Regions from separate parts of the Mus musculus genome. Here all the other regions are linked to region 2. A link is a contact called in public ChIA-PET and promoter capture Hi-C data. All regions are on one chromosome and are shown on one strand. Each heading gives the region's core, a stretch centred on a gene start, on an enhancer-like site or on the middle of the called end of the contact. The rest is flanking DNA. Distances are from core to core; before and after follow the strand shown.

What was found. Promoter capture Hi-C pulls out the DNA fragments that hold promoters and counts their contacts. ChIA-PET counts read pairs in DNA pulled down with a chosen protein or histone mark. Capture Hi-C pulls out chosen DNA fragments and counts their contacts.
Region 1: a contact with region 2 is called in a promoter capture Hi-C map of second pharyngeal arch cranial neural crest. The contact joins the promoter of Rcn3 here to the promoter of Ruvbl2 in region 2. A contact is called at or near these places in 11 of 39 promoter capture datasets (the C10 cell line, HPC-7-derived erythroid cells, cranial neural crest and 8 more), 1 of 484 Hi-C or Micro-C datasets (B cells), 7 of 115 datasets of contacts at active chromatin or transcription factors (the SCID.adh cell line, astrocytes, bone marrow-derived macrophages and 3 more) and 4 of 9 other capture datasets (adipose tissue, embryonic stem cells, liver and 1 more).
Region 3: a promoter capture Hi-C map of neural stem cells shows a contact between it and region 2. The contact joins the promoter of Ap2a1 here to the promoter of Ruvbl2 in region 2. A contact is called at or near these places in 6 of 39 promoter capture datasets (hematopoietic stem and progenitor cells, liver, neural stem cells and 2 more), 1 of 115 datasets of contacts at active chromatin or transcription factors (bone marrow-derived macrophages) and 2 of 9 other capture datasets (liver and macrophages).
Region 4: a contact with region 2 is called in a promoter capture Hi-C map of liver, with 4 times the contacts expected there. The contact joins the promoter of Cpt1c here to the promoter of Ruvbl2 in region 2. A contact is called at or near these places in 5 of 39 promoter capture datasets (cranial neural crest, hippocampal neurons, liver and 1 more), 2 of 484 Hi-C or Micro-C datasets (CD8 T cells and forebrain), 5 of 115 datasets of contacts at active chromatin or transcription factors (astrocytes, bone marrow-derived macrophages, memory CD8 T cells and 2 more) and 3 of 9 other capture datasets (adipose tissue, liver and macrophages).
Region 5: a promoter capture Hi-C map of erythroid cells shows a contact between it and region 2, with 7 times the contacts expected there. The contact joins the promoter of Syngr4 here to the promoter of Ruvbl2 in region 2. A contact is called at or near these places in 2 of 39 promoter capture datasets (erythroid cells and liver), 1 of 484 Hi-C or Micro-C datasets (embryonic stem cells) and 1 of 9 other capture datasets (pancreatic islet).
Region 6: a contact with region 2 is called in an RNA polymerase II ChIA-PET map of effector CD8 T cells, with 6 read pairs. The contact joins the promoter of Sult2b1 here to the promoter of Ruvbl2 in region 2. A contact is called at or near these places in 1 of 115 datasets of contacts at active chromatin or transcription factors (effector CD8 T cells) and 1 of 9 other capture datasets (adipose tissue).
Region 7: a promoter capture Hi-C map of liver shows a contact between it and region 2, with 2.2 times the contacts expected there. The contact joins the promoter of Nosip here to the promoter of Ruvbl2 in region 2. A contact is called at or near these places in 19 of 39 promoter capture datasets (the 3T3-L1 cell line, the C10 cell line, HPC-7-derived erythroid cells and 14 more), 2 of 15 datasets of contacts at CTCF or cohesin (the NIH/3T3 cell line and embryonic stem cells), 13 of 484 Hi-C or Micro-C datasets (CD4 T cells, CD8 T cells, the G1E-ER4 cell line and 7 more), 10 of 115 datasets of contacts at active chromatin or transcription factors (SST interneurons, T-cell acute lymphoblastic leukemia, Th17 cells and 7 more) and 4 of 9 other capture datasets (adipose tissue, embryonic stem cells, liver and 1 more).

What each region holds. Positions count from the first base shown.
Region 1 is chr7:45,090,278-45,093,647 of GRCm38.p6, reverse strand. Rcn3 (reticulocalbin 3, EF-hand calcium binding domain) reads left to right here and starts at 1,435. Exons shown (of 7, transcript NM_026555.2): 1 at 1,435-1,552; 2 at 1,960-2,207. The coding sequence starts at 1,966. Fcgrt (Fc receptor, IgG, alpha chain transporter) reads left to right here. Exons shown (of 7, transcript NM_010189.3): 7 at 293-655. The coding sequence ends at 402.
Region 2 is chr7:45,432,997-45,436,173 of GRCm38.p6, reverse strand. It overlaps Ruvbl2 (RuvB-like protein 2), which reads left to right and starts at 1,710. Exons shown (of 15, transcript NM_011304.3): 1 at 1,710-1,922. The coding sequence starts at 1,911. It overlaps Gys1 (glycogen synthase 1, muscle), which reads right to left and starts at 1,335. Exons shown (of 16, transcript NM_030678.3): 1 at 1,004-1,335. The coding sequence starts at 1,121.
Region 3 is chr7:44,928,139-44,931,566 of GRCm38.p6, reverse strand. It overlaps Ap2a1 (adaptor-related protein complex 2, alpha 1 subunit), which reads left to right and starts at 2,077. Exons shown (of 24, transcript NM_007458.2): 1 at 2,077-2,287. The coding sequence starts at 2,221. It also overlaps a transcript of Tsks not described here.
Region 4 is chr7:44,973,354-44,976,993 of GRCm38.p6, reverse strand. Cpt1c (carnitine palmitoyltransferase 1c) reads left to right here and starts at 2,143. Exons shown (of 19, transcript NM_153679.2): 1 at 2,143-2,399; 2 at 3,114-3,267. The coding sequence starts at 3,127. It overlaps Prmt1 (protein arginine N-methyltransferase 1), which reads left to right. Exons shown (of 10, transcript NM_001252476.1): 10 at 11-239. The coding sequence ends at 94.
Region 5 is chr7:45,895,125-45,898,777 of GRCm38.p6, reverse strand. Syngr4 (synaptogyrin 4) reads left to right here and starts at 2,067. Exons shown (of 5, transcript NM_021482.2): 1 at 2,067-2,170; 2 at 2,887-3,087. The coding sequence starts at 2,995. Tmem143 (transmembrane protein 143) reads right to left here and starts at 1,709. Exons shown (of 8, transcript NM_144801.2): 1 at 1,677-1,709; 2 at 1,112-1,343. The coding sequence starts at 1,699.
Region 6 is chr7:45,741,137-45,744,597 of GRCm38.p6, reverse strand. It overlaps Sult2b1 (sulfotransferase family, cytosolic, 2B, member 1), which reads left to right and starts at 2,120. Exons shown (of 6, transcript NM_001360784.1): 1 at 2,120-2,544. The coding sequence starts at 2,238. It overlaps Gm31597 (a long non-coding RNA gene), which reads right to left and starts at 2,636. Exons shown (of 3, transcript XR_391433.4): 1 at 2,467-2,636.
Region 7 is chr7:45,060,620-45,064,035 of GRCm38.p6, reverse strand. Nosip (nitric oxide synthase interacting protein) reads right to left here and starts at 1,607. Exons shown (of 9, transcript NM_025533.3): 1 at 1,505-1,607. It overlaps Prrg2 (proline-rich Gla (G-carboxyglutamic acid) polypeptide 2), which reads left to right and starts at 2,384. Exons shown (of 7, transcript NM_022999.1): 1 at 2,384-2,448; 2 at 3,144-3,295. The coding sequence starts at 3,211.

The DNA.
Region 1 (3,370 bases), core at 186-2,685, 340 kb after region 2:
GTGGCCGTGTGCAGGATTGGGGAGGGGAGGGAAGGGGCCGTGTGCAGGATTGGGGAGGGGCGTAGCTGTGTGCAGGATTGGGGAAGGGAGGGGCCGTGTGCAGGATTGGGGGTCGTGGCAGGAAGTAGCGACTCAGAAAGAAAGAGGGGAGGCAGAGAGATAATAGAGACAAAAGAGTCCCTGACCACCCTGGGAAAAGAGATGGGAACAGAGACCATAGCGTGACCCTGTCAGGTGTGTTGGGTGGGTGAGACCTTAGATACTTGTGCTGACCTCTGTTCCTCTCTCTCAGCCCCATGGCTTTCTCTCAGCGGCGATGACTCTGGTGACCTGTTGCCTGGTGGGAACTTGCCCCCAGAAGCTGAACCTCAAGGTGCAAATGCCTTTCCAGCCACTTCCTGATGCAGACTCGGGCCCCCTGCCCACTGCAGCCTTTCGGGCTGTGTGACCTCCTGAACTGTCTCCGAGCCTCCTGAGGGAGCCTGGGCCCGATGTCCTCCCATGGATCCCTGCTTTTGTGGCCTGCTTCAGTTTCCCTTCTTAATGTACATGGTTGTTTTCCATCTCCACATAAATTTGGCCCCAAATCTGTGTGTGCATCGTTATTCTCAAGTTTCAAGCAGCTGGAATAAATTGAACGCGTCTGGGAAAGATCATATAGACACCTCTTGATTGCTATCGTGCAGCCTGGCCATTTTATAGACCGAGTTGTGTATGTGATACCTACACTGTACCAGGCATTGCTTCTCTTCTTTTTCTTCCTTCCTTCCTTCCTTCCTTCCTTCCTTCCTTCCTTCCTTCCTTCCTTTCTTTCTTTTCCTTCTTTTCTTTCTTTCTTTCTTTCTTTCTTTCTTTCTTTCTTTCCTTCCTTCTTTCTTTTTTTTTTTTTTTAACATTTATTTATTTTATGTATCTGAGTACACTGCAGCTGTCTTCAGACACACCAGAAGAGGGCATTGGATTCCATTACAGATGGTTAGCCACCATGTGGTTGCTGGGACTTGAACTCTGGTCCTCTGGAAGAACAGTCAGTGCTCTTAATTGCAGAGCCATCTCTCCAGCCGCGCTCCCCCCCCACCCCCCCCTTTTTTTTTTAAAGACAAGGGTCTCTCTACGTCGTCCTGGCTGGCGGCAAACTCATAGAGACAGACTGCTTCTGTCTCCCAAGTGAGCCAACCAAACCCGACCTCCTCTTTTCTGAAACGGATCTAAGAAATGGAAAGAGTTTTTAAAAAATACATTCCCCTTAATCCCCTGGGGCCAGAGACTCTGGAGGTGGTCGTGCAAGTCGGCCCATATGTTTGCTGGGAGTTGTAGTTCAATATCAGCCTTATCGCCCACCACGCCTTCGGGTCTGGAGCTCGGCCTTGTGGACGTGGCAAGGGGGTCGTCATTGGCTCCGCCCCTGAGGCTTTCCTGCGCAGTCATTGGTCAGAGGGCGGCAGCCTCTGGACGGCTGGTGGAGGAGCTTAACTGGAACCTGGCCAGGTTGGGCATCTTTGTGCGAAAGCAGAGCTCAGCGTAGGGAGCTAACTCAGGCCGGGTAACAGAGGTGTGGTGGGGTGATGGTGGGGTGAAGGTGGGGTGGGTGGAAGGGTGGGGGTCGCGGTCCAGCCTGGGGGCAGCACAGAGGAGCCTGCATGATGCTTTCGGCCACCACCATGCCCTGAACTTTGGGTGGGACATGCGCCACGTCTCTAACTGAAATACCCCCTTTCTGCTCTGAGACTCCTCTGAGGCTCGGATTCCACCCCCAGAGGTTGTTTTGCCTTTAAATTCTCTATTCTTTTTGCCGACTTTTCTTGAGCCCAAAACTTTTTGCAGCCTGCGCTTTTATCGGCCCTGCCTTAGGCAGCCTCCTCTACTCCGCCCCCTTCAAAGTTCTCCCACATTATCTCTGGTTCAGACACCCCCCGCCCCCAGTCTTATCCCTGACCGCTGGTCCTCACCTCTCCTCAGGAACCGATGATGTGGCGATGGTCGTTTCTGTTGCTTCTCTTACTGCTGAGGCACTGGGCCCTCGGGAAGCCATCCCCTGATGCAGGACCTCATGGCCAGGATAGGGTCCATCATGGAACCCCCCTGAGCGAGGCCCCCCACGATGACGCCCACGGGAATTTCCAGTACGACCATGAGGCGTTCCTGGGACGAGACGTGGCCAAGGAATTTGACAAACTCAGCCCAGAGGAAAGCCAGGCCCGACTTGGGTAGGAGGATGGCGGGGGAGCGGGGCAGAAGTGGGAGGTGGGGAGAGAGAAGTTAACTGAAAAGACAAAACTGTGGCACTCACCTCCTGGGAGAAGGCGGAGCTAAACCTGAGGCTGTGGGGGACCTGCGTCACCAACCCCTGGGTTCCCCTCTACCTCAGTCCCCCCTATGCCTCTGTCTGGACTTCCCTCTTCTCTCTTCTAAACGGGACGCCGACTCTCGGTAGAGACTGAAGACAAGGGATTTGAGGAAGATGCCAAGGTCAGAGATCAGGTTGACCTGGGATGAGTGATGCCAACTGGACTGGACGGGCTTGCCCCGTTTCTAGGTGACAGATACAGTCAGCATGGGCCCGGGACAAGAAGGCCACTCGTGCAAATATGCTTGATTATTTTCATTGTTATTAGTACTTTGAGATCGAATTTCATTTGTGGAACTAGCTAGTCTGAAATTCACTCTGTAGACGAGACTGGTCCTGAATTCAGAAATCCGTCTGCCTCTGCCTCCCGAGTGCTGAGATTAAAGATCTGCGTCTTTAATGTGATGGCAATTTCTAATTTTAAACTGGGCAAATAGTAGCAGGGCAGAGCTGGAGAGAGAGGAGCCCCAAATTGATCAGCCCATCTAGGGAAGTGGGCAGACTGCACTTGAAAGAGGGGCGGGCCCTGAGATGGTGAGAGGCGGAGCTTCAAGGTTAATAGAGACAGTGGCACTCTAGGATTGGGGTAAAGTTAGAGGCCAGACACCCTGTTCACACTTAAGCTCAAGTCCAGCTAGGGTCTGTGCAGCGCTTAGAGGTCGGGGCTAGAGTAGAGGGTCTTGATTTGTGTCAGGTGCTAATCCAACTAACTCCTCTAGGACTCCTGTAGGGGACAGGCTAGGCTTTTAGATGGGCCTGGTACTAAGATTAATAGATGCAGCTCCCTCAGTTCACCTAGCATTTCTACTCTTTCCTAGCCTGTGCACCCATGTCTCTGAGGGGCGTGGCTAGGGCAAGGGGCGGAGTCAGGGTTGGCAAAGACCTAGGGGTGGGTGAAACCTATCAACGGTAAAGCTTCTCCTGGTCCTGCACTGGCTCACAGTTTTAATCCCAGGACTTGGAAGGCAGAGGCAGGCGGATCTCCGTGAGTTCAGGACCAGTCTGGTCTACAGAGTAAGTTTC
Region 2 (3,177 bases), core at 461-2,960:
CATGGCCCTATCCAGCTACCCAGTTACCTGAGGGAAGCTTGACTTATTATTCCACACCTTCAGGGCCCCTAACGATGCTAGCCCTGGGCTGGGACACAGGGACTGCTGGGCCCTGCTCCTCCTGTGACCCCACCTCAGATTTAGGAATCTGGGTCCTCAGCCTTCTCACCTGAAACTGGTACCCTGGTAGTACACAGCATTGAGTCTGCCATCTCCCAACATGCTGAGAGACCTAGTCTCTTTCTCCCCAGGATCCAGAAAAGGAAATGTTCAGATCCACAAGGCCCAGCTGCTGGGATTCCCAGCCCAGCCTTCTCATGAGCGAGAAGCTAGTGATCTCCCATACATACTGTGGGTGGGTTCCTCCCATCCTAGGGCCCAGCTCCTGACCAACTTAGGACTTCCAGCTTTCCCAGTCCACAGGGAGGGAGGCACCTCACTACATAGGAAGCCAGGACTTAGGCCCTGGGCTCCTTCAAACTCGACATTCAAGTTCCCAACTCTTTCCCACCTTGTATCTAAGAATTTGAGTCTCCAAGCCCCTCTTGGCTTTACACTGGTTCAGGTCCGCTATGCCCCCTGAAAAATCCATGAATCCCAACCTTTAGGAACACCCCAACTCCACAGTCACGTCCTCTGGACCACAGACCCAAAAGCTCCAGTGTTCCTTGGGCTTAGATGCACTAACTCCTTCCACTTTTAGATCTCAGGTCTCTCGGCCCTCGAAAACCTCCCTTCAAGACCCAGGAATCTTTCTCTGAGTGCCCTCTTCCCTAGATTGCAGAACCTGAAGCCTCCTTCCATCTTAAGAGTAGTCTCTTGTCCCTTCCCCCCAGGGCCTAGGACGCCTACTCCAGCCCCTTCACAAGGACACAGAAGTCACAGGCGCTTTTCCCAGGACCCAAGACTCCTCCACGTAACTCTTTTCCCGTCTGAAACGGAGTTTCGGGGCCCCATCCTCGCCTGCCCTTCTTGGTCAAGGGACCAACGCTGACGTTCTCACCCTTGTTGGCCACCTCCCAGGCCACCTCGAAAAGCACTGCGTTCTCGGGGTCGAATTCATCCTCCCAGTCTTCCAATCCTGGAAGCGAGGACACAGAGAGACTGCGGCTGAGAGGCATGGCTACTGCGGGCAGGGGACTTCGAGCACCAAAACTGGAAACCAGAGAGATCGGCTGGGAACGCAGCAGACTTGGTGACCGGTAGAGTTAGCGGGTGTCCCAGGGGAAGCTTGCAAGGCGCTCCGCTTCCTATTGCACGACCGCACCCCCGCCCCAGAGCGCTCCGACTCAGGTAGGGTGAGCTGAGACACTGAATCGGGCGGGCAGCTGCAGTGAAGCCTCGTGGCCGCCAGGAGGCACTGCCCACCCTGCTGGTCTAGCACGATTGGTCGGCGGCTGGGGGGCGGGGGCTATTGCGTCTACTTATTGGCGGATAGAATCCAGTTTCCTTGGCCAGAGGCTCCTGGGGAGCTGCGGGGGCGGGGCTTGTTTCTACGCAGCATGGAAGTGATTGGTGAACAGAGCTGTCAATCTCAGCTGTAGGCCCAATTTGGTGAGGAAGGTTGGACAGAGAGGGAAGGGATCGTGGAGGACGTGTGGTTGCTACAAAATGTGCTCAGAATTTTGCAATCGGACTTAGCAGTTGCAGGGCGGGGGGGAAGGAGGGGGGAGGAGGCTAGGTAAGAGGAGGAGGAGCAAGAGACGTCAGGAACCCACCCGGGATTCAGAACACCGGCTTTCCAATTTAGCCTCGCGGGCTGGGCGCGGCCTAGTGTACGCCCCCTACAGGAATTTTATATATCTTATGGGCCATAGAGATGACTGGATGACCGGGAGCCTAGAGAGGATAAAGACCGCGCTCCTAGCCGATTTCCGTTTCCGCTGAGGCATTGGCGGTTGGTGTGCATCATGGCAACCGTGGTAAGTGTTGGGTGCATGTGGAGGACCGACAATGACCCTTCTTAGAGAGTCTGAAGGAGGGAGCTGGAGAGGACTCTTGTATCTGAGGGAGGAGTGATAAGGAAGATGCCTGGTTTGACGGAGGAGGTCTGGGGAGTACTCCCGAGTCAGAGGGAGGATGCTGAGGACACCGAGTCTGAGCAATGGATACAGAGGAGAATGCATGTGTCTAAAGGAAGAGAGCAGAGGAGAATGCATGAATCTGACGGAAGGGGGCTGAGGAAGTCGCCAAGGAGGGCTTGGGAGGACACATGGATCTGTGGGAAGTGTTGGGAGGAGAGGATACCAGGGTCTGAGGGAAGCAGGCTGGTGTGTGCACCTTTGTGTTTGAGGTAGGCAGGCTAGAGCCTGAATCCCTAGATCGGAGGGACGATCACAGTGGATGAGGCCTGGTTTGGAGGAGGAGGAGGGCTAGGGAGGGTGCCTGGGCCTAATAGAAGAGGGCTGGACCTGGACTCCTGGATGTGGAGGAAGTGTATTGACCACTGAGGAAGGAGCTTCATTGTGGCTTTAGAAGCTAGTAGAGAAGGCAACAATGTATTCAGAATCCTAGATGTCAGGCATGGTAGTGAAAGCCTGCACTTGGGAGGCAGAGGCAGGTGGATCTCTGTGAGTCTGAGGATAGCCTGGTCTACAGAGCCAGTTCCAGGACAGCCAAGGGTTACACAGAGAAACAACAACAGAAAGAATCCTGGGTCTGATGGAAGAGTCATGTAGACACTCAGATTTCTCTGTGAATGAGTGACTAGCCAGAGCCTGGAGTGACAGAGTCGTGGTTCATCCCACAATGCGTTCTGGAAACTTCGTCTGCCTCTTGATGTAGTCAGTGACCAGTTCCAAAGTCTCATCCCAGTGTCCTGCGAGGTCTGAGACTGGTACCCTGGTCTTCTGGGGAAGATTAGTAAGTGGGAAGTTGTGTTGTGTGCTTGAGAGCACAGGTCACAGGAAAGTGTGTCCGAAGCCAGGAGTGTGACAGTGAGGAAGAGAAATAGAGTCTGGGTTCAGAGCATGGGGTCTTGTCCAGAGACTGTATTTTTCAGAACCTCACCTAGGGCACGTGTCTGTGCCATCGCACAGTTAGTTGAATGTTACAGTGAGCGAATAAAGCCCAGGAAGTGAGACCGGGCATATTGGGCCTGGCACTAGCTCCTCAGACTTCCCAGTGAAGAAATCTTGTGGCCTTGTGGTGTCCTTGATTCTGGGGTTGGGCCCAGGC
Region 3 (3,428 bases), core at 828-3,327, 500 kb after region 2:
AGGCAGAATGCTGTATACATAAAACAATAAACCTTAAAAACAACAACGACAACAACAACAAAACCAAAGCCAAAAGCCTGTGAACTGGGCATAGTGGCACACACCATTAATCCTAACCGTATGGAGTCAGAGGTGGGAGAATCTCTGTGATTCCAGGCCAGTCTGGTGTACATAGTGTGTCTCTGTTTCAAAACAAACAAGCAATATCAGAACAACAGCTACACAAACAGCCTGGACATGTAGGGGAACAATGAGGTTCCCATCTGTGTGTGAGGGGCCTGGAATTAAAGGCTTTTCTTTTCACCCAGAGCTCAATAACTCCTCTTGTCCTTACCAGGCTACAGGAGCAGAGAAGCAGCGAATAGGAAGATAGGCTAATTGGAGACAGACTTTGTATATATTCTTGCTACATTTTATGTCTCCTCTTCACATCCCTCCTAGGACGATTAGTCCAAACATCTCTTGCAAGCTGTATCCTTAAGTATTTTATGAAGTCTCTAATACTTAGAAACTCTTTAGGAAATAGACATCTGATTTTGTGACTTTTTTTTTTTTCCAGTGCTGAGGATTGAACTCAGCATTTGGATGTAATAGTCAAGTACTCGTCCACTGAAACAGGACTCAGTCCCTCACTGGGGGATTCAAGGCAGGAGGTTTATATCTGAGCCACACCCCAGCCCCTCACTGGGGAGTTCTAGGCAGAGGCTCTACCTCTGAGCCACACATACACCCATTCTCTCACTGGGGGATTAAACGTTACATCCTTAACCTTTTCTGTTTTTGAGACAGGGACTCTCCATGTAGTCCTGGCTATCCTGGAGCTGTTTACATAGATCAGGCTGGCCTCAAACTCACAGAACACTACCTTCTATTCACAAGGACTCAGTGCTGCCTCTTCCTAGGTCCCAGGACATAACTACCTTCTAGACCCATTCTGGGGGTGTCAAATTAGAAAAGCCTGTCAGGGGTGCCGTTTTGTTCATGGGGATAATAGACATGGACTCTCCCAAGTCCCTTTGCCCCAAATTTCTCAATAACCCCGGGCATTGGTGTTCTGGGGGCTTTGACTTCCCTGCAACTAGTGAACCATAGAACCTAGGGAGTCGGAAGCAAAACAAACTGACCCAGTCCTCAGCTGTGGCTTTAACTGGCTTTTCCTTGAGTGGTTCTCCAGAACTGATGGAGGAAGCAATTTTGATCTTATGACCATTATAGGCAGATTGTCTTCGGTACTGGGGTTTAGGGAGGAAAAAAGAGTAACCTATATTGAAAAATGTTTAAAAACCAAAATAGTAATCCCAGTTTTCCATTTTTGAGCTGTAGTCTTGGGGAAGCCACTCAATCTCTTTGGACCTCAGTGTCTATGGTAACAATCCTTAACCGGCAGTCCCTCCTCTCATGGATAAGAGGTTTGCAGACAAGTCAAATTTCCAGGCGTTGTTTTTAGGGAAGGGAATGCTCCCGAGGCCGGGGCTCGGGAGTGGAGACCGACTGGGAAGAGGGAGGCGCCTGCGTAGTGGACACCTCACGGTCTACCGCCTCGCCCAGCCCCTCTCTGCAGCAGGGAATTGCAGGCATCGCTCCACCTATCGCAGTTCAGCTAACTGACAGGGCTTCTTTCTCCTTCCTTCTCTACGGATCGTCGCCCTTTTGCCCGCCCCCCACAACCGCCCCTTCGAGGGCGGAAGTATGACGCTTCCGGCGAATCGGCAGAGCCTTGCGAAGAGCAATCTCCTCACCCATTGGTCTTCTTTTCCCGAAGTTCCGCCTCCTTCGGCCTCTTACATCCCGCCCTACTGGCGCGGAGCTGGTAGTCCATCCAATTAGCGTTGGTCTCGGCCGTTCAGGGGGCGGTCCCAGAGTGTGTCATCGAACTCCCCCGTCTCTAGGGCAACGCCCCCTGCCTCCCTGCTCCGAACGGAAATAGCCCGGTACTGCACCAATCATCACCTGGTGTCTTTACTATTTAGCCAATCAGAGAGAGAGGAGGGCGGGCGTTCTATTGTGAGCGGCAGGGCTCTCAGCTAACAAGTGGCGTACGTTCCCGGATGACAATCCGTAGGGGCGGGTCTGAGGCGGGGCGTCGGCCTGCAGCCAGCCCGCCGCTAGCCCGCCCTCCCCCGGCCGGCTCCTCGGCGCCGTCTGGGGTCCTTTCCGCCCGGTGCCGCCAGCCAGCCCCGCGCCCGTTCGGCCAGGCTTGGAGCCGAGCCCTCCGCCATCATGCCGGCTGTATCCAAAGGCGATGGCATGCGTGGGCTCGCCGTGTTCATCTCCGACATCCGGAACTGTGAGCTCATGACCGGGGCCCGGGGGTCACGCGGCGACCGGGCGGAGGGAGCAGGGAAGCGCGGGGGTGTCCTCCCGGGAAGGACCAGGATGGCGCGGGCGGACGTGGCGGGAGGAGGTGGAGGGAATAGGGCAACGGGTTAGGTAGGTCATTCAGTGCCATCTCGAGCCTAGATGGAGGAAATCAGGGACGCAGAAGAGATGGGAGGCGGGCAACCACCTAGGGCCAGGGGCCAGAAGTTGGGGAACTGCCCAGGAACCAGAGATGATATAATTGGGGACAGCAGAAAGACCAGATATAATAAAGTGGGAAGACAGCAGAGGGACTCGAGATGATAAAGTGTGTGTGTGTGTGTGGGGGGGGGGGGGGATCAGGGTAACCAGAGATGATGAAGTGGGGAGATACCAGAGGAATCAGAAATAGAAATGGGGTGACAGCAGAAGGATAGAGAAGATAAGGTGGGGGACAGCAGAGGGATCAGTGATGGAAGTGGGGAAACTGCAGAGGAAGCAGAGATGATAGGGTAGGAACAACACCATAGGGCCCCCAGATGATAAGGTGAGGACATAGCAGAGAAACTAGAGATGATAAGGTTGGGGGGACAGCAGAAGGACCAGAGATGAAGAGGTAAGGGACAGAGGACCAGAGGATGATGTATGAAAAGACTCTACATGGAAGATTGTGTAAAAGACATGGAAGGCACCAGGTGTACTTGTGCAGGCCTTTAATCCTACTACCTCTGAGACACAGGTAGGCTGATGATCTCTGTGAGTCCATGACAGCCAGGGTTACACAGAGAGACCCTGTCTGAAACAGCTAACGTCCCCCTAATCCCCCACCCCCAAACAAGGACAGCATTGAAGAGGCTACATGTAAAAAATAAGGGACTATAGTATAAAGTCTTGGGGAACCTAAGATACCAGCAGGCTCTGGGAAGGTATCACAGAGTGAGTGTTTATGATGGAAGCAAGGTATCTTAATGCTCTGTGAGAAGAGCTCTATCAAGCTGGGGGAGGGGAAGTTTGTACCCTGAGGAAGGGAACAAGGCAGGCCTGGATCCAAGCCTTTTTTGGCTTATTACAGCAATATGAGGACCATAGTCCCTTCTAGGAAGGGTTGTAACAATGGCCTGGCCTGGCTG
Region 4 (3,640 bases), core at 894-3,393, 460 kb after region 2:
TTCCCTGCAGCGTGACTTGGACTTTACCATCGACCTGGACTTCAAGGGTCAGCTGTGTGAGCTCTCTTGTTCCACCGACTACCGGATGCGCTGAGGAGGTGCCAGGCTGGCCCTCCTGCAGAAGGGGGCTCGGGGGGATGGGCTTGGGGGATGGGGGGGTACATCGTGACTGTGTTTTTCATAACTTATGTTTTTATATGGTTGCGTTTATGCCAATAAATCCTCAGCTGACCATGCCACTTCTCGCCCTGGGGCTGGGGTAGTTCTACTGTTTTGCCTATCACTCCCTGAGGACTGTCCATTTCTGCTCTAGGGATGTGGACCTCAAGCTAGGTAGGATTCCTGGCTCCATCATGGCTGGATTCCCAGACCTTCCTGAGATTCTTTTGTTGTTTTGGTTTTGGTTTTGGTTTTTCAAGACAGGGTTTCTCTGTGTAGCCCTGGCTGCCCTGGAACTCACTGTAGACCAGGCTGGCCTGGAACCTGGAACTCAGAAATCTGCCTGCCTCTGCCTCCCAAGTGCTGGGATTAAAGGCGTGCGCCACCACGCCCAGCTCTTCCTGAGATTCTTTGGAGCAGAGGTTGAGGAGTCCTCAGTGCGGGTCAGACCCCTGAGCCCCTGAGCCCCCACCCCAGAGTCTGCCTTCCATCTCCCGCTCTTCCTGTGCTGTTCCTGTTTTCGGGGGGGATGAGGGGGTTGAGACAGGGTTTCTCTGTGTAGCCTTGGCTCTCCTGGAGCTCGCTATGATCCATGCTAACCTGCAGCAGAGGTTCACCTGCCTCTGCCTTCTGAGTACTGTGACTAAAGGCCTGCACCGTGGTACTGGGCCATTTGTGTTTGTTTGCGTGGGCTTTTTTTGTTTTGGTTTTTGGTTTTCTGAGACAAGGTTTCTCTGTGTAGCCCTGGCTGTCCTGGAGCTCACTCTAGACCAGGCTGGCCTCAAACTCAGAAATTCGCCTGCCTCTGCCTCCCAAGTGCTGGGATTAAAGGCCTGCACCACCACCACCTGGCTGTTTGCGTGGTTTTGTTTTTTTGTTTTTTTTCAAGATGGGGTTTCTGTGTGGTCCTTGCTGTCCTGGAACTTGTTTTATGGTCCAGGCTGACCTCTAACAAAGGTCCACCTGCCTCTGCCTTCCAAGTAATGGGATTAAAGGCGTGCACCACCACTGCTCAGCTAAACATTTTTAAGATTTATTTCTTTATGCCTGCACACCAGCAGAGGGCATCAGATCCCACTATTAAGCTAATCATGGTTGCTGAGACTTGAACTCCTGTGCTGTTTCTATTCCAGTGACCCCAGGCCCCTGCACTCACCCCTCCAGAGTAAGGGCGAGACCAGTATTTTGGTCCACCAGTGCTTATGGGAGCTGGATCACTCTGACCTCGGAACAAGTGGGGATTTGGATCCTATGTGGCATGGCCAAGTGGGGGTGGGTAACCCTAAAGCCAGAAAGTTCATTGAGCAGACTGAGCTCTAAGATGCTCTTGGATGAGAAATCTGTTCGGTCTGGCTTCCCACCCTGTGCCTGGTGCATTGGTCCTTCAGCCACACTAGCTAGCTCCTATTCCAAGCAAGAGCCCTCCTGGGTCCGACCCTGCCACCTCCTTAGTGCAAGGGGATCATGAGCCCGAGGACCTTCACAGAGCCCCACCTGCAGTGGAGAGACCTGGATATTGTCCTTGCTGGGTGACAATGGGTTGGTCTCTGTCCTGGGGTGGACCCAAAAGAACACCAGATCCATTGTGGACAGAATATGAAACCCTGGAGTGGAATAAAGCAGACTGCCGTGTTTGTGTATCTATGCCCATCTTGCACCGTCCCTCTGGTTGTCTAACTGGGATCTAGTCCCCCAGTGGCGTCTATTTCACGTGCCTCAGTCTGTACTGCTGTGGATGGTTCTGATAGATCAGCCTGAGAGGCATCTAAGATGTGCTCCAGTAGATATACGGTGACATACATGACATAATGTAGTACCTAAAAGAGGGCAGGGAGGGAGGTCAAGGCTGTTTCTTGAACAAACTGGTAGAAAGAAAGAAGAAAAAAAAAAAAAAAAAAAAAAAAAAACAGGCTTTGGGTAAGAGGGTTGGACGCTAGGACTCCAAGGGGGCGGGGAGAGAATGCGGAGGGATTGGAAAAGAGCAGGGACAGAACGCGGAGGGATCGGAGGAGGCGGGGATAAAACCTAGGGCCAGAACACCCAGTTCAGGGAGGGAGGAGGCGCCCGCGAGGTGTCTCTGGGTTTCAGGATAACAGCCAAAGACGGTTGATCAGTTTGTGGACTCATTACACGGGGACTGGATGTATGTACATGGGAAACTGGGTACTGGACTCAAACTGGGGGAAGGAGGTGTATATGGAATTGACCTCAGGAACCGCAGCTGCTGACCTCTGACCGGTGTAAGTACTAGTACCAGGTACAGGAGGGGCTATGGGCCTTGTGTTGGGGCAGGCGAGTAGGGCTTCTCCATCACTTGTCCTGGACATGCCTCCGCTCCTCACCAGCATCCCTCGATGCCGGGCATGCGCAGTAGGGTGCTTCCTCTTTCATCCCTCTCCAGACCCCATGGTGGAAGGGAATCCGTATGTGTTTACGCCTGGCAATTGGAAATGAACAGTGCCACCATCGGCAAATGTTCATTTCCCTATGGGTCTAAAAATTAGTACGTTAAAAAAAAATACCAAAAAACAACAAACTAGTGTGTTTTATTCAAACAACTGATCCTGCATCAATTTCCCTCCCCCACCCCGAATATTGAGTACTGAATTCTCAGTAATACAGGTCTCAAGGTAGCTCGCCAGCCTTCATACTTTCAGAGATCCCCAGTTAAATGAAGTCAGGTCCCAAAGCCCTCTCCAACTGTGAGCTGCAGCGCTCCTCAGGTTCTTAGAGCAGAGTATGCTGAGTCCTGTGGTCCTGCTGTGGGGAGGAAGGGACCGGATCTGAGAGAGGAGGGCTGGGGGCCAGACTCCTCCATCCCCAACACAGCTGAGAGTAAAAGCAAAGTCTGCACGGGTGGGTCTGAGGGGAAGGGGCCAAGTTCTGGAGTCCTGGACCTTGGGGGCGGGGAAGCACCGAGGTCCTGGAGAATGACTCTCCGTCTTTCTCCTAAGGGGCCCAGGGAACATGGCTGAGGCACACCAGGCCTCGAGCTTGCTGTCTTCACTGAGTTCCGATGGGGCAGAAGTAGAGCTCAGCTCGCCAGTGTGGCAGGAAATTTACCTCTGTGCCCTGCGCTCCTGGAAAAGGCATCTCTGGCGTGTCTGGGTGAGGAGAACTATTGGCTGGTTTCCTTCTGGGAATTCAGATTTCGGGGCTTCCTGAAACCGATTCTGAAGATATGGATGTCCAGTCCCAGGCTACGGTTAACTATGGCTTCCTCTGGGATGCTCTGTGCTGCCCACTGGCCTGCCCTGCTCAGCATCCAGACTCACTCCACTCCCCTGCTGCCCTCCCCATGCAGCTCCTCCCCCAATAACTTCAGTATAGTCTCCTTATCTTGGATTTATTTATTTGTCTGCTTACTGACTGACTGCCTTACTGGTGCCAAGCTTCAGAATCCAGGGTTTTGGACAATCTAGGACAGCTTGAATGACACTCTCATCCCCTGACTGGTAGATTCCAGGAGGGTTCCCTACCA
Region 5 (3,653 bases), core at 818-3,317, 460 kb before region 2:
GACTCCAGAGAGAATCTAATTTATCGCGTGTTTACATATATGTGTGTTTTGATTGCATGTATGTGCACCACATATGTGCCAGCAATGGTCAGAAGGCGGCACTGGCTGATCCCCTGGAACTAGAGCTATGGGTGGTTGTGAGTTATCATGTGGGTACTAGAAGCAGATCCTGGGTCCTCTGCAAGAGTAACAAATGCTTCTAACTGGTAAGCCATCTTCTCAGGCTGACTAGAGGAATTTTTTTAAATTATTTTTATTTATATCAGTACATTGTTGCTGACTTCAGACACACCAGAAGAAGGCATCGGATCCCATTACAGATGGTTGTGAGCCATCATGTGGTTGCTGAGAATTGAACTCAGGTCCTCTGGAAGAGCAGTCAGTGCTCTTAACCACTGAGCCATCTCTCCAGCCACTAGGGGGAGTTTTTGATGAGATTGTTTGTGCTTGTACGTATGCATGTGGGCATAAAATCTAGCACGGGACTTGGTAGACACAGCAGGTGTTCAGTAAATCACTATTATACTAATGATCATCTGACAGTGATGGAGGGCTGAGAGCTCAAGCTATGGAATAGATCAGGGGTGAAGTAAGGGGCGCACTCTAGAGTCAAGCAAGCATGGGCCACTCACTGTAGCTTTGGATGGGTCACTGCCTTTAAACCTGTAAAATGGGATAATGGTGGCCTCTCACAGGGTTGTTCTGATGGCTCTATACATTACAAACACTTAGCACGGTGCCACGGAATAAAGAGCTCAAGGTGTGATAATAATTATCATTATGGCTTTGCAGATACAAATTTATTATGTACTAGAAAGGAATTATGAGGATGATAGTTACATCTATTTCAAGGGAAAAACTTATGTCCCAGTGTGCCTGTTCAAGGCCCCAGAAGAAGCCCAAGTCCAGAGATCTTTAGGCATCTCATCTTGGAGTTCTTTCTAGCCCCTGCATTCCAACTTTCTCGAACCCACTAGGAACGCCAAAGGGACCAGAAACTACACTCCCAGGAGGGCGCTAGCGCAGACCTCAAAAGCAGGTATAGTGGTGCAGTCGCGAGGTCGGCTGGAAACTGTAGTCTCTAGGTCCTTAGACCACTGATGGGCGGTACCTGTATCAGGAGGCGGAGCAGCTGCTCCTTGGAGAATGGAATGAAGCGCTCGCGGTACTGCTGGGCCCAGTCGCAGGGCTCCTTGGGGTTCCACATCTTGCGGTACACCCCCATCCTGTTCTCCAGGGACGACAGAGCTCGGGGAGTCCCGAGGAGAGCAGGCACCAGGGACCATAGTCGGACCTTGGACCCCCAGGTCACATGCAACATGGCCTGCCCCCTTTCCCAGAGCCTAAACATAAGCAAATGAAGGGGGATGTCAAAGGTCAGTTGGAGGTAGTACCTCCACACACCCCTCCCTTCGGGGACAGTTCCTGGCCAGTCTCCCTCCCTCTAATCCCTTTCCGGTTCCTTCTACACTGCACATTTAGGTTGGCTCCGGAATAGGGTCAGAGGTCGTAGTTTGGAGTATCTTGCAGGCCCAGGGACCCTGAAGCGGTACAAATGGTCTCTGAGAAGCTTAAACAATGAGGTGGAGCTCAGGAGTGTTGAAAAACTAGGAAAAGTTAATAGCGGGTGCTGGGCCGTCCTTCCTGGGCCATGCAATCCCCCACCCTGCCCTCACCTTAACCAACGCGCGACTGTCATTGAGCCTTCTGCGCATGTGCAGTAAGAGGTCCTAGGCCCAGAGGATTGGCTTCAGCAAGCAGTAAGGCGCATGCGCACAGCCTGAGCCGCTTGAAACCATTTAATAGCCTTTATCTCAACTGCGCATGCCTCATCGCTAGTCCTTTTTTTTTTTTTTTTTTTTTTTTTTTTTTAAAGGTAATGCGCACGCGCTGAAGACGTGTGGTCCGCTATTTGGAGCTGGGTCGGGCCCTCGCGCGCGCCCGGCCAACGGCGACCCGCCCAACGTCCGCCGAGACCACGCCCTTTCCATAGTCAGTTCGGATAGGCGGAAAGGAAAGGGGCGGGACTTGGCTGCAGCCAATCATCTGTAGAGGACAGAAAAGGCGGGAAAAAGAGGAACCAAAAAGAGGCTAGAGGTGGCTCCCGGGACCAGGAGAGGAAGCCAGGCAGGCAGAAGAGGAACGCAGGTCCTCGGCCCTCGGAGAAGAGGTGGTTCTCTTCAGCCAGCGTCCCCTTGGGGTCTCAGCACTTCCGCCCCCAGGTCCTTAGAAGGGAAGCCCCTAGTCTAAGGAGGTTGCCATGACTCTCATACCGAGTGGCAGCTGGTTTCTGAGGCTTCAGTCTTAAGACAATATGTCATCCTGAAACAGAGCTGAAGCCTAAGCAAGCCTGGTGTTACGGAAAATGACCCAAGTTAGGGAACACCTCAAATATTGCTGGGCTCTACGTGGTCTTCTATACCTAGGGTAGCTGCATTCCCTCAAGGACCAGTCTACAGTCCCCCTATTGACCCCACTCTGAGGGCCCAGCAGACCTGCCACCCCTTATCACCCTCATCCTGTATTCCCAAAATCTAGGGCCCTCAGAACCCTCTGGCCCCTTATCAGCACCTGAAACCTCCAATAGCCCATCAGCCTACATTTCCAACTTCTGGAACCCCGAAGCAGCCTTCCAGCCGTGCTCCCATTTCCAGAACCTCCCACATACCCTATCATGTCTCATCTCCAGCACCTAAGACCACCCAGCAGTTTCTCACCCCATATTCCTGACAACTGAAAACGGGAGCAGCCAGCCCCTTCAGCCCACCCCCTCTGTTCCTAGGGCTCCTAACAGCCCCTCAGCCTATCCATCCCCACAAAGGAAGGGCCAGTACTCCCCACTCCCAGCACTTTTACTCTGACATTCCCATTCCTCTTTTCTTGCAGTAGCTGAGCCTTGAGGTGGGTCTGAGGCACACAGGAAGTGGTGCCCAGAAAGCAGCACCCAACACCCCTGCCCCTACCTCCCGGGACACCCAAAGAAGAGCAGCCACTATGCACCTCCCTGAAAGCCTCCACGACCTGGCAGACAATGAGACTGTGCGCTTTCTGAGGAGACCAAAGAGCATCTCAAGGATCTTCGGAGGGGTGAGACCCCAGGGGTCAGGACACAGGCGACATCCAGGAAGAGGGCAAGGGGTCAGTGTGGTCAGAGAGGGAGAGAAGCAGACAGGAGCCCAAAACTGAAGCCACCTTTTACTGAGTATCTGGTCACTAGCCACTGTCAGCATCAACCGAGTCATCACAAGAAAGAGCCCCTCAAACCTGGGGCTCCTCAAAGGGCCTCTCAAATCTGTCACACCAGCACATAAAAGACTGAGGTAGGAGGATTGACATAGGTTTGAGGCCAGCCTGGGTTACAGTGTAAGAAAATGGAAAAAGTGAAAAAGAACCCTTTCAAAGGCGAAGAAAAGTAAAGCCACCCCCCCAAAAAACCCCATAATTTTGATAAATGGCATCAGTGTTTGAAGACTGCTTGTCCAGTGGAGTAGCCACAAGCCACGGGTGCTACTCCAATTCCAACTCATCAAATGGGATTCAAATGGGCTGCTCTGCAATCATGGTGGCCATATTTCAGGGGCTTAGTTGCCAAAGGTGCCTTATGAGTCTCCAGTTGGACAGCATAGATTCAGGCCACTTCACCATGCCAGGAA
Region 6 (3,461 bases), core at 871-3,370, 310 kb before region 2:
CTGCCTGGTAACTGGTGATGTCACACATTCCTGGGGTTCAACCTATGGAGGGGTAGGATAACATCACTGAACAAATGTAGTATCTAGAGAATTTACAACTTACAAGGCACACTGAACAGGCTGAACACTGAGCAGGCTGGCCTGAACAGGGCCTTGATAATGCTGGGCCACTGCTGGACAAAATGGTTATTCCTTAGAAATCTCAGATTTATGGGATGTGAGCTTCAAACCAGGATGGATGCTGACCACTTACAGCCAGCCTCCTGCCTTTCTTCTCTGTGGAAATTTAACCAACTTTGATACAATGCTTTCTCCAGGTTAGACAGAGCCCCGAGTGCTTTACAAAATGCTACAAGGTAGCAGGCATTATATCCATCTATACACCAGAAAACCCAAGGCACAGAGAGCATCCCACAGTGAGCGTTCCTAAATGCCTTCTCCTCCATGTGTCTGAGTTTTACCTCAAAACCAAACTCTCGTTGTCAGCATTGTCATTACTGCTGTTCTAGGGCCTAGTGACACACCATACAGCCATGCCCATCCCTCACTGGGGAGTTCTAGGCAGAGGCTCTACCACTGAGCCACGTCGCCTGCCCCTCATTGGGTGTACAGGCTGGTTTTGTGTCAACTTGACACAGGCTGGAGTTATCACAGAAAAAGGAGCTTCAGTTGAGGAAATGCCTCCATGAGATCATGAGATCCAACGGTAAGACATTTTCTCAATTAGTGATCAAGGGGGGGGGGGCTGTGGGTGGTGCCATCTCTGGGCTGGTAGTCTTGGATTCTATAAGAAAGCAAGCTAAGCAAGCCAGGGGAAGCAAGCCAGTAAGTAATATCCCTCCATGGCCTCTGCATCAGCTCCTGCTCCCTGACCTGCTTGAGTTCCAGTCCTGACTTCCTTTAGTGATGAACAGCAATGTAGAAGTGTAAGCTGGAATGGGGATTCTAGGTAGGGGCTCTACCACTACAAACTTTCTTCTTTCTTTCTTTCTTTCTTCTTTTTTTTTTTTTTCGTTTTTCAAGACAGGGTTTCTCAGCCGGGCGTGGTGGCGCACGCCTTTAATCCCAGCACTCGGGAAGCAGAGGCAAGCAGATTTCTGAGTTCGAGGCCAGCCTGGTCTACAGAGTGAGTTCCAGGACAGCCAGGGCTACACAGAGAAACCCTGTCTTTTTTTTTTTTTTTTTCCGAGATAGGGTTTCTCTGTGTAGCCCTGGCTGTCCTGGAACTCACTCTGTAGACCAGGCTGGCCTTAAACTCAGCGATCTCCCTGACTCTGCCTGGGACTTAAAGTGTGCGCCACCACACCCCAGTGTCTTTTCCTTTTTGAGTCCAAATCTCCCTGTACTTTTGGAGTTGGCCTTTAGTTCTCTGTCCTCCTGTCTCAGCCTTTGGGAATGACCAGCGTGATGTGATCCACTGGTCTCACTCACAGAGGTCCCACCAGTCAGAGGAACGAAGCAGATGCGGCATCCAGAAGCCAGGCTGTTCTTAGGAACTTTTAGTGGGTGCGTTTCTTCAAAACAAAGCAATATGCTGTGGTTTCCTTTTCCCTCAAAACATGAAACCAAGGGTTGTAGCGTGGTGGTCGAGTGATAGCCTAATGTGTCAGCATCAAGGCTCAAGCTCCATCAGTACAAAAAAATCAGTAGATAAAATATGTGTCCCACATGAGCCTGGTGGCCCAAATCTGTCATCCTAGCTACTTAGGAGGCTGACACACAAGAATCAAAAGTTCAAGACCAGCCAGAACAGCTTAGTGAGACTCTGTCTCCAACAAATTAATAGAGGGCTGTGGGCGGGGCTCACAGTGCGGGGGGGGGGGGGATGGGGCGGGGCTCCGTAGTGGACCACTTCTTGCACCATTCTGAAAGGTCTAGGTTCAGTCTTCTCTTTGGAAACTCGGTTTCGTGGCTGCGTAAATGCGTCATGGCTTTGGGACAAACAGCTAGATCGTTTTAGCTTCTCGGTGAGTCATCGTGGGTTCTCACATGGGCTCTGCAGCGTGCAGCGTTGGCGGGGGCACCTGCCACCTTTGGCTTGGGTTCCTCGTTCGGAAAATGGCCTGATGACGTGGTGTCGCCCTCCAGGGTTGGGATGTGGAATAGACATAAGGAGAACACTTAGCTCCACTTTGCAGACATGAAGTACCCTTCCTCCTACCAGAAGCGTAGCTTTGGGCGAGTCACTCCCACCCTCCACGCTCAGCTTTCTACACCCATAGTGTGGGGGCGACAGTATGACATCACGGGACTGCTGTGGTGGAGTTGAAGTGGATCTACTCCTCAGGTGGACACACGGGGCTCAGAGAAAGGACACTCCTCACTGGCGTGTGAATGGAGGGCCCTGCGACTCTTGCCCACCTCCTTGGTCTTCTTTACACGTGCCCTTCCCCTCTTTCAGCTGGAATTTTGGAGGTGAATACTTCAGATACAAAGGTATCCCTTTTCCTGTCGGCATGTACTCACCGGAGAGCCTCAGTCTGGCTGAGAACACTAGCAACGTGCGGGACGACGACATCTTCATTGTCACCTACCCCAAATCAGGTACCGGTAGTGCTAGTCTGGGCTGGGGAGGAAGGGAGGAGAGAAGGGAGGAGGAAGGGGAGGAGCCTGCTTTGCAGAACCCGGCAGCTTGTCCTCTGCTAACAGTACCTTCCTTTGCACTGCGCACTAAGTCCCTGCTCCAGGGAGACTCTGAAGGCCTAGCTAATGTCCCCTCCCCTCTAGGGCTGCCACAGTGTCCCCAATCCTTCCCTGTCTCCCAAGCCTTCACAGCACTGAGTGCCACCAGCCGCGCATGGTTTGCTGGGTAATTTGTTCATTTTTGTTGAGAAAGGTTTTCATGTAGCCCAGGCTGGCCTTGAACCTCAGCTGGTCCTGCTGTCTCAGTGTCTCGGGTTCTGGAATGGCAGGTGTGTGCTGCTGGGCACAGTGTCACTGGGTAAACCTCTGCTTATCCACTGGAAGGTTAATCTGGCTCTCTCTGAGCGCTCTGTCTGCCCTGGCTGTTGCTTGTTCTCGGAACCGCGCGTGTCTGTGGAGGAGGTTCCTCATTTCGTGTGAATTCGCATGCAGACTACTCCACAGTCTTCACAGAGAAGGAAAGCCACTGCGCATTCTGCTTCTCTCTTTGTCGCTGTAATAGACCACCTGACCAAAAGCAACCGAAGGAAGACAGGCCCTGTGTGGCTTACACTTCCAGGCCCCAGCCTTATCACAGAGAAGCAACGCAATCAGGAACAGAAGCAGAAATCACACAGGATCCTGCTGTGACTGCCTGGCTCCTTAGAGCTTGCTCAGCTAACTCTATAAACCCCAGGCCCCTGCCCAGGAGGGGCACTGCCCTGAGTGGGCTAGGACCTTCTCTATCAATTAGCTATCAAGAGTGTGCCCCCGGGCAGCATATGTCTTTAATCTCAGCACTAAGAGGGCAGGGGCAGGTGAGTTCGAGGCCAGCCAGG
Region 7 (3,416 bases), core at 358-2,857, 370 kb after region 2:
GCTCTAAAATTGTTAGTGGTGATGTCAGTACAATTCTGGGCGTATACTACAAACCACTGAATTGTTTGCTCTAAGTGGGTAAAGTATACAGTATGTGAAATTATATCCCAATAAACCTCATTGAAAATAAGAACATGAGCCAGGAGTGGGGACTGCATGCCTTTAATTTCAGTACCAGGTTGTGCATCTCAAGAAACAAAACAAAACAAAACAAAACAAAAAACAAACAAAAAAAACAAAAAACAAATTAAGAAGCTGGAGAGATGAGGCAGTGGCTAAAAGCACTGGCTGTTCTTCCAAAGGACCTGGGTTTGATACCTAACACACACATGGCAGTTCACAACTCCAGTTCTAGGGGACCTAATGGCCTTCTGGGCTCTGTAGACAGTGCATTCACATGGAGTGCACAATCATAAAAACAGGCAAAACCCTCGTTTACATAAAATAAAAGGAAAGCATTTCTTTTCTTTTCCTTTCCTTTTCTTTTCAGGATAGTGTCTCACTATGTAGCCCTGGCTGGTCTCAAACTCAGGAAAATCCATCTACCTCTGCGCCCAGTTCTGGGATCAAAGATGTGTCTACCATACCCCTTTAAATAAATCTCCTTCTGGGGGCTTTCAAATGTCCTACGTTCTTTGTGAATTTTACATCATGCACCCTAATCCCACCCATCCCCCCCCTCGTTACTTTAAATAAATCTTTTTTTTTTTGCCACTGCCCAGCTAATAAATCTTAATCTCCTTAGAGATATTTAGTGAAATTCGATGCAGCCTGGACTACATGTCACCTTGCCTCAAAAAAATACAATAATCGTTGGGGTGGTGGCGCACGCCTTTAATCCCAGCACTTGGGAGTCAGAGGCAGGCGGATTTCTGAGTTGGAGGCCAGCCTGGTCTACAGAGCTAGTTCCAGGACAGCCAGAGCTACACAGAGAAACCCTGTCTCGAAAAGCCAAAAAACAAAAACGAACAATGGGGCGGGGGGGGGGGGGTAATAAGTGCTAGGTGTGGTGGTGCACACTTTTAATCTCAACACTTGGGCGGCAGAGGTTGGCGGATCTTTGTGAGTTTGAGGCTAACTACATAGCGAGTTCTATAACAGCAAGGGCTACATACTGAGACTCGGTCTCAAGCAGAATAAAATATTTTAATTGCTTCAAGGAACCTTCAAGGGTCCAAACCACTACTGCTCATTCCCCTCCTCACCATTGTCTAGAAATCCGACCTCAACTCTCACTAACACAGGGAACCCCAAGTTCCCCCTCACTTGGTCCGCATCACTCCTCTACTGCGGAACTACATTTTCTACAACCAGCCAGGATGAGGGAGACAGTACAAGGCATCCTGGGAAATGTAGTTCGTCTTCCAACCTAGGCGTTCAAGAGCGCTGTTAATGATTGACAGGGATTCGGAGTGCGAAACCTTATCCTACCTCCCTCAGAACTGCAAATTTCTCCCACAAGAAGGAAACTTGGCGACGCGACCCCTCACCGCCTGCAGCTTACCTCAAGAGCGGTTATCCGGCTTGTCGTTGCTTCAACTACGTCCCGAACCGGAAAAAGAGTACTGTTTTTAAACTCTACTCCTCCTACTTCCGCCCGACAGGAGGAGACCGGAAATAATTCTGCCCCTAGTCGCGGAGGCGCTTCGCCTGGCTTGGTAAGTGCTTTCTTCTTCTCTTCCATCCCCCCGGAAACGTGAGTGACTACTCGAAGGTTCCGGTGAGCGAAAGTGGTTTGACTCTGGGAGACACCCTAGCCTGTTCTAGGCATTACCCAGAGCGGGGCAGTTGCTTTGAGTCTCTTCAAGTTTGAGTTTGGAGACTTAACTCTGTCACCCGAAGAGACTGATATCCAGTTCCCCAAATATATTACTTATTTTTTCCCCCATTGCATCTTAAGAGTCGATAAGTGAGAACTCTTTCCCCTATTATAGAAAAAACAATTTTCAAAGATCTCGAGACTAAACTGTTCAAGTTATCCTCAGGAAACAGATTTATTGTGGTACCGCCCAGTTATTCTAGGAACCAAAGAATTCCCTTCCCACCAGTGTGTAGATCTCTTGAGACCTAAGATTTATTTTCCTGGCTCTGCCAAGTCGTCTGTAGAGAGAGACTCGGGCTGGACAAGTAGGGAAGAGGAGACTCTAATAAAGCCCCCTAGATCCCTCCATGGTGTCGGAAAGCCTTGTTTCTTCTGTGTGGGGCCGTGGCACTGAAGACCTTGATCCTATGGTCCCTTTAAGTACTTTGTCCCTTACCTGAGTCCCTCCCAAAGAAGGTAATCAGTAGCCCCGCCCCCTCGCCAGTAGCCGGCTCGGGCCTAGTAACCCAGGAGGAGCTCCCCTCCTCTCCTCCCCTCCCCTCTTGCCTACCCCTTTGCACAGCTGGCTACTCTGACCCAGAGGGCCTTCGTTAAAGAAGAGAGGCAGAGCTCCCAGCCCTGGCCAGGTAAGTGGGTGCATGCTCCCCGAGAAACTCCTGGGCAGAGGATCTGGTGTCCTGATTCCCCACGTTATTGGGATCTAGAAACTTGGGACCCAAGCTCTAGGCTGTGGATCCCCAGGGCTCTGTCTCCTCAAGCCTTCAAGACCTAGAAATATACGACCTGATCTGTCGTGTAGTCTCTGATCTCTGAGGCTCGATGAGGCAACAGGTAGAGGGAGGCTGACTTGGAATGTAATCTGCTGGGCTGGAAGGGAAGAGGGTTGATGATGAGCTTGTTTAAATGCCTACTGTGTGTTGTCAGGTTTGTGATAGGTAGAGAAAGCAAGCCTCAGCAACTGTGTGCTTATCATTGTCACCTCCAAAGTCCTCCTCTGACATTCGAAAACCTGGTACAATAGGCAAATGACTTTACTACCTGGTAACACGTTCTTCACCTATAAAAATGGCAGGAGTAATAGGACTGGCTTGAAAATTAAGATGAGCCAGGCAGTGGTGGCACACCTTTAATCCCAGCGCTTGGGAGGCAGAGGCAGGCAGAGTTCTGAGTTTGAGGCCAGCCTGCTCTACAGAGTGAGTTCCAGGACAGCCAGGGCTACACAGACAGAGAAACCCTGTCTTGATAAAGTCCTGAGTTGATAAAGACCCACGGTGTCTGGCATGGGACACGAGTTGGTTACTTGCTTTTATCATGATGGCAGAGTGCGGGCAGGGAGTCCTGGCCTCCTAACTCCGCTGCAGCATTTGTCATCTGGGAGTCCACACAGTATGAGGGGCCGTCCTTCCCTGCTCTTAGTCTATATGGGATTGGCCACCTGCCTGGACACCTCACCTCACAGAGAGCAAAACCAAGGTGAGTGTTTGAGTCTCTTCAAGTTTGAAGGTGAGTGTTTGGAGAAGAGCCTTGCAGAGGTTTAGTTCTGCCTCTCCCTAGCCAGGAGACTTCCTAGATTCCTGGACCCGGACGCTTCTCC